Linked DNA regions of Rattus norvegicus: region 2 is linked to region 1. The links are chromatin contacts, called in public Hi-C maps. All regions are on one chromosome and are shown on one strand. Each heading gives the region's core, a stretch centred on a gene start, on an enhancer-like site or on the middle of the called end of the contact. The rest is flanking DNA. Distances are from core to core; before and after follow the strand shown. Region 1 overlaps Vti1a (vesicle transport through interaction with t-SNAREs 1A). Region 2 overlaps Tcf7l2 (transcription factor 7 like 2).

Evidence for each region. A called contact is a pair of places that touch in the nucleus more often than the background predicts.
Region 2: a contact with region 1 is called in a Hi-C map of hepatocytes, with 1.9 times the contacts expected there. The contact joins two enhancer-like sites. A contact is called at or near these places in 6 of 12 Hi-C or Micro-C datasets (Schwann cells, frontal cortex, hepatocytes and 3 more).

The regions. Positions count from the first base shown.
Region 1 is chr1:264,468,500-264,471,199 of GRCr8, forward strand. All of the region lies in intron 5 of Vti1a (vesicle transport through interaction with t-SNAREs 1A), which reads left to right. Among named protein-coding and RNA genes, the nearest start is that of Vti1a, 110 kb to the left of the region's middle. Within about 2 kb of position 1,317, at least 21 of the 93 cell types and tissues checked have an H3K27ac peak or open chromatin away from gene starts, as enhancers often do. A contact at or near this core is called in hepatocytes, where this site is marked.
Region 2 is chr1:264,941,552-264,944,251 of GRCr8, forward strand. The region is part of intron 5 of Tcf7l2 (transcription factor 7 like 2); the gene reads left to right. Among named protein-coding and RNA genes, the nearest start is that of Tcf7l2, 150 kb to the left of the region's middle. Within about 2 kb of position 1,445, at least 4 of the 93 cell types and tissues checked have an H3K27ac peak or open chromatin away from gene starts, as enhancers often do. A contact at or near this core is called in hepatocytes, where this site is marked.

The sequences.
Region 1 (2,700 bases), core at 67-2,566:
GTCACATATACCGCACTCCTGTCCTCTACCATTTGTAAAGCACACTGTGTCAGTCACATATACCACACTCCTGTCTTCTCCCATCTCTAAAGCACACCGTGTCAGAGTTCACATTGAGCTTTCAGGGAAGCTGAGGCACTGAGGTGTGGACAGACCGCTCGCCTACAGTCCACAGCGCATTGAAGAACATCTAGCTTAGCACAGACTCAGAAGAGACAGGGACACATGTGTCCTTGACTTTATTGGTCCTGCTTGCTCAGCATCCCCTCACCATTATTACTATTATCATAGGTGACTTTGCTGCTGCTACCAAAGCCCTATCCCAGTGTCCAGGACTGTAACGGAGGATTAACTGGAGCAGCTGACAGTGGGTGGCAGAGCCTGATAGTGAGAACTCATGAGGGATAGAGTCCCCACTTTGCTTAAGAAGTCAAGCTATTTCCCAGGTTATGACTGAGCAATATGAGTGCGGAGGAATATGATAGGAAAAGAAAAGACCAAGCTCACCAAAATGACTTTCATTCCCAAGGTAACATGCACTCTATGCTCACTTCTGGGAGAATGTCAGCATGGCCCCAAACACTGCTCCCTCACCAGGTCTGCCTTGCCTGGGAAGTAGGGGCCTGTTCGTGTATGTGACAGCAGCTCCCTTGCCTGGGCCGGCTTGCTCCCCTCCATTCTTCCCTACAACTCAGCGTGACTGACAGTAGGATGAGCTGCCCAGGCTGTGGGCTGACGTCTTACGGCCAAGCGTTTCTCCCTCGCACTTCTGCATTGACCCGTGGGCTGTGGCAGAGCCACTGGCCCTTTCAGTGGGTGGGGACGGGGGTGTGTGTCTGTAGCTCATGTCCAGCAAGTTGAACTGACAACTTCACACCATACATTTATAGAGAGGATTTTCTATAATTGAGGTTATACATAGAAAGAAATGTCTGTGCATTTAATTGTACAGTACATTTAATTCTATAGAGTTTTGAAACAAAGTGACCATGATGTATTTACATTGGATTAATTTTGAAAGCAGAATTATCCAAAATATTCAGATGTTCTAGAATGCTATCACAGGCTGGTGTCTGCATTCCAGCCTACCAGTCGTATTCCTGAAAGGGACTGCTCGGCGGTTCTCTTCCTCAGTGGTGGGCCAGCTTGTATAGCTTATAGCTTATGTAACCTTGCTGGAGCCAGGCCAGTCTAACACAGGGGACACACAGGAAAACGGCGCCACAGAATGCTGATTCACATCTCATAGCTTGTGTAAGTGGTGCTGCCAAAGTCCTCTGTGTGAATGGGCGAGGTGCGTAGCTGCCCTGAGTCACAGGAACAGGACTCTGGCCATCAGCCCATTGGAACAGACACACTGCTGACGAGGACGCCAGCCGCGGAGCACGTGTGAAAGTCAAACCACCATCTGCTTGGGCCGAACTGAGCTGCACTGCATTGGTGCTTCCCTGTGCCGTCTGCGTGGGCCGAACTGAGCTGCACTGCATTGGTGCTTCCCTGTGCCGTCTGCGTGGGCCGAACTGAGCTGCACTGCATTGGTGCTTCCCTGTGCCGTCTGCGTGGGCCGAACTGAGCTGCACTGCAGCTGGGTGCTTCCCTGTGCCGTCTGCGTGGGCCGAACTGAGCTGCACTGCATTGGTGCTTCCCTGTGCCGTCTGCGTGGGCCGAACTGAGCTGCACTGCAGCTGGGTGCTTCCCTGTGCCGTCTGCGTGGGCCGAACTGAGCTGCACTGCATTGGTGCTTCCCTGTGCCGTCTGCGTGGGCCGAACTGAGCTGCACTGCATTGGTGCTTCCCTGTGCCGTCTGCGTGGGCCGAACTGAGCTGCACTGCATTGGTGCTTCCCTGTGCCGTCTGCGTGGGCCGAACTGAGCTGCACTGCAGCTGGGTGCTTCCCTGTGCCGTCTGCGTGGGCCGAACTGAGCTGCACTGCATTGGTGCTTCCCTGTGCCGTCTGCGTGGGCCGAACTGAGCTGCACTGCAGCTGGGTGCTTCCCTGTGCCGTCTGCGTGGGCCGAACTGTGCTGCACTGCAGCTGGGTGCTTCCCTGTGCCGTCTGCGTGGGCCGAACTGAGCTGCACTGCATTGGTGCTTCCCTGTGCCGTCTGCGTGGGCCGAACTGAGCTGCACTGCAGCTGGGTGCTTCCCTGTGCCGTCTGCGTGGGCCGAACTGAGCTGCACTGCATTGGTGCTTCCCTGCGCCGTCTGCGTGGGCCGAACTGAGCTGCACTGCAGCTGGGTGCTTCCCTGTGCCGTCTGTGTGGGCCGAACTGAGCTGCACTGCATTGGTGCTTCCCTGCGCCGTCTGCGTGGGCCGAACTGAGCTGCACTGCAGCTGGGTGCTTCCCTGTGCCGTCTGCGTGGGCCGAACTGAGCTGCACTGCATTGGTGCTTCCCTGTGCCGTCTGCGTGGGCCGAACTGAGCTGCACTGCATTGGTGCTTCCCTGTGCCGTCTGCGTGGGCCGAACTGAGCTGCACTGCATTGGTGCTTCCCTGCGCCGTCTGCGTGGGCCGAACTGAGCTGCACTGCATTGGTGCTTCCCTGCGCCGTCTGCGTGGGCCGAACTGAGCTGCACTGCATTGGTGCTTCCCTGTGCCGTCTGCGTGGGCCGAACTGAGCTGCACTGCAGCTGGGTGCTTCCCTGTGCCGTCTGCGTGGGCCGAACTGAGCTGCACTGCATTGGTGCTTCCCTGTGCCGT
Region 2 (2,700 bases), core at 195-2,694, 470 kb after region 1:
CACCACCAACATTTTGTGATTCGGGAAACACTGCAAAACCAACTAATTGGATTTACACCCCCAACACGCGTGTGTTCTCGTGCACGCACGACTGAAGGCAAGTAGTAAGATTGTCCCTTCTAAACTCCCATTATCTGTTGCCATGGGTGGGGACAGCTCTGCCGTTTGAAATGGGGAGCACATATTGCCATATTGATCGAGGAAAACACATTTATTACTTTCTTCCTATAATTAATAGATTGGGAATAGCCAGCACCCAAATGCTATATAACATGCTATTAATTAAAGGGTCAGATACAATTTCTGATTGTAGAGTATGTTTTACTAGAAACTAGTTATGTTCTTCTGTCCAAAATCAACAAACAGAGAACTCTCTTGGCAAAGGATTTGTTCTCTGATATTGACTCCTTACTCAGATGTCAGGAGCCTTACACTTTCCTCTTCTGGCTATATATCAGATTATTTTTCAACCTGCAGTGTAATAACATATTTATGTTTTATAAGTCACCTTGAAGCAGAATTAATATTAATACATCTTTGAACATGAGCCTTATTTTGATTTTCTGTGATTGAAATATATGCTAGGAATTTACAAAAAAAAAAAAGAAAGAAAGAAAGAAAGAAAGAAAGAAAGAAAGAAAGAGAAAGAAAAAAGAGAAAAGAATCTTTGTCTAAATACATCTTCCTTGGCCGTGAAAAGAAAATCACTTTTGGATCCAAAGTTGTTCAGACAGCTCACACGAGGAGGTATTTCGAAAGTGCCGTTTCTCAGAGCATACGTACCACATTCCCGGTCTTGCCTGAGTTGTCACCTCAGGTAATTCCTAATTGGAGAACAGTAGTGGAGAGTCTGAAATCCTACAACTCTGGATTTGTGCCCCACAAAAGTCCTACATACATATAAGGGAACTTTGTACTGACCGTGATAGGAATGCAGGAACCACAGCTCCTTCCACTCTTAAGGTAGCTATTGACAAGGAGAAGACAGCAAAAAGGGAAAGGTGGCGCTGGGACCATCAGGGACATTATATTTATGTGCAAAAAGGAAAGGTGAGGGAACACAGTGAAGAGCTGTCTGGAAACACTGAGGGCCAGGCCTCCTCCGAGTTACCGTAATCACCCCGTCGTTATCTTACAGGAGAGAGGAGAGCAGAGACCCCGGCTGCAAAAACCAGCAGTTCATATAATTAATTTTGCCATTGTAAAAAATCATTTGTAAAATTTGCATTATTAACATTATCAAGTCACTAGTTGGTGAGACATCAGACGTGATGAGAGTGAAGGGGAGCTTGGGGAGAACTGGGCCTTAAACCCTCAGTAGATCAGAGTTAGGATCAAAGGCACTTGCTTTATGTGGCTGTGCTAGACTTTGAAGTCATGACTGCACCTACAGCACTCATTTCATCAAGTTCACTGGTGTCTTAATAGCAGATCAATAAGTTTCAAAGTCGGAGAGTTAATTTGATACTAGTGCTGATGCGGTCGTGCTGGGGAAGCCGAGAGAGAGAGGCAGGGAAGGCTGCCTATTAGCAACAGAGCACACAAAGATGCAGATTAAGAATGGGAGCACGGCCACAAAGAGGCAGGCTCTGGCCGCCAACGCAGACGCTGAGGACTGATAAAGCAAGGGGCCCGTAATTTAGACATCTCAGATTGTTCGGAAGCTAGTCTGCACTTGTAAAACAACTGTAGTGAGATTCACGCATGGCTGTGTTTGCATGGGTCCCCCGTTTGGTATAGACTGTGGACAGTGTGTGATCAAGTCTCCCCAACTAGGTGTTTCAGGGTCCGTATTTTATTGCATAAAGTCCATTCCTAGATTTTTTATGTCACAGTGTGGGGAAGAGAAAGGAACAATTTATTTGGGGTTTCCAAGGTATGCTCGCGTCACAGGGATATGCTACGTATCTATATTTAAAGTGGCATTGGGACTGTCTACAGAGTATATAAGAAATAAGTAGGCACTTCATAGTTTGTTACAGGGCCAAATTTGATTCACTTAAAAAGAAAACCAAACAACTGTTTAGAAGAGGTCTGAGCCCCCATCCCTTTCCTTCGTCATAGCCTGGCTTACTGTCTTTTCAAGTGAATGAGCGATGGGGCTCTTTACGGAACTGTGTCACCAGTCCCCCAGCCCCCAACATTCCGTCTCAGTTCTCCCTCTTAGGAAGGTGGTGCATTTCGATGATCCGTTCCCAAGAACTCGTTAGACATAAAGAACCATGTAGATAACGGCCTGCTAAATTGAAAGAGAGAAGGCGAGAAGTTGGAGCGAAGGGGCATGCTTGTATGTGCGTTTGTTAGTTTCCTTTGTTTTGGGTGATTTCGCTTGGCTCCTTCCAATGGGATAAGCAGGGACAGTTGTGGAGTATGCCAGAGATGAGACTGGTGGCCACTGACGAGGAGGGATGCACGGGTGCTTTTTTTTTTTTTTTTTTTTTTTTTTTTTTTGGTGAAAGGGAAGGCTGTAAAGACAGAGTTCAAAGATGTGAATCATAAGAAAGTAGAAACCTTTTTTTAAAAAAAAAAAAAAAGTGCATTAAGAACTTTGCCATCTGACGTTCGGCGCAGGCCTCCCAGCATCGAAGGTCAGATTCACACCCTTTTCGAACAAAACTCTAATTTAGAATGTTCATCTAAGGGTTGATAATGGCATTAGAAGGCTGGTGGGGTGGTCAGTGGGTGTTGAAGATTAGCTCA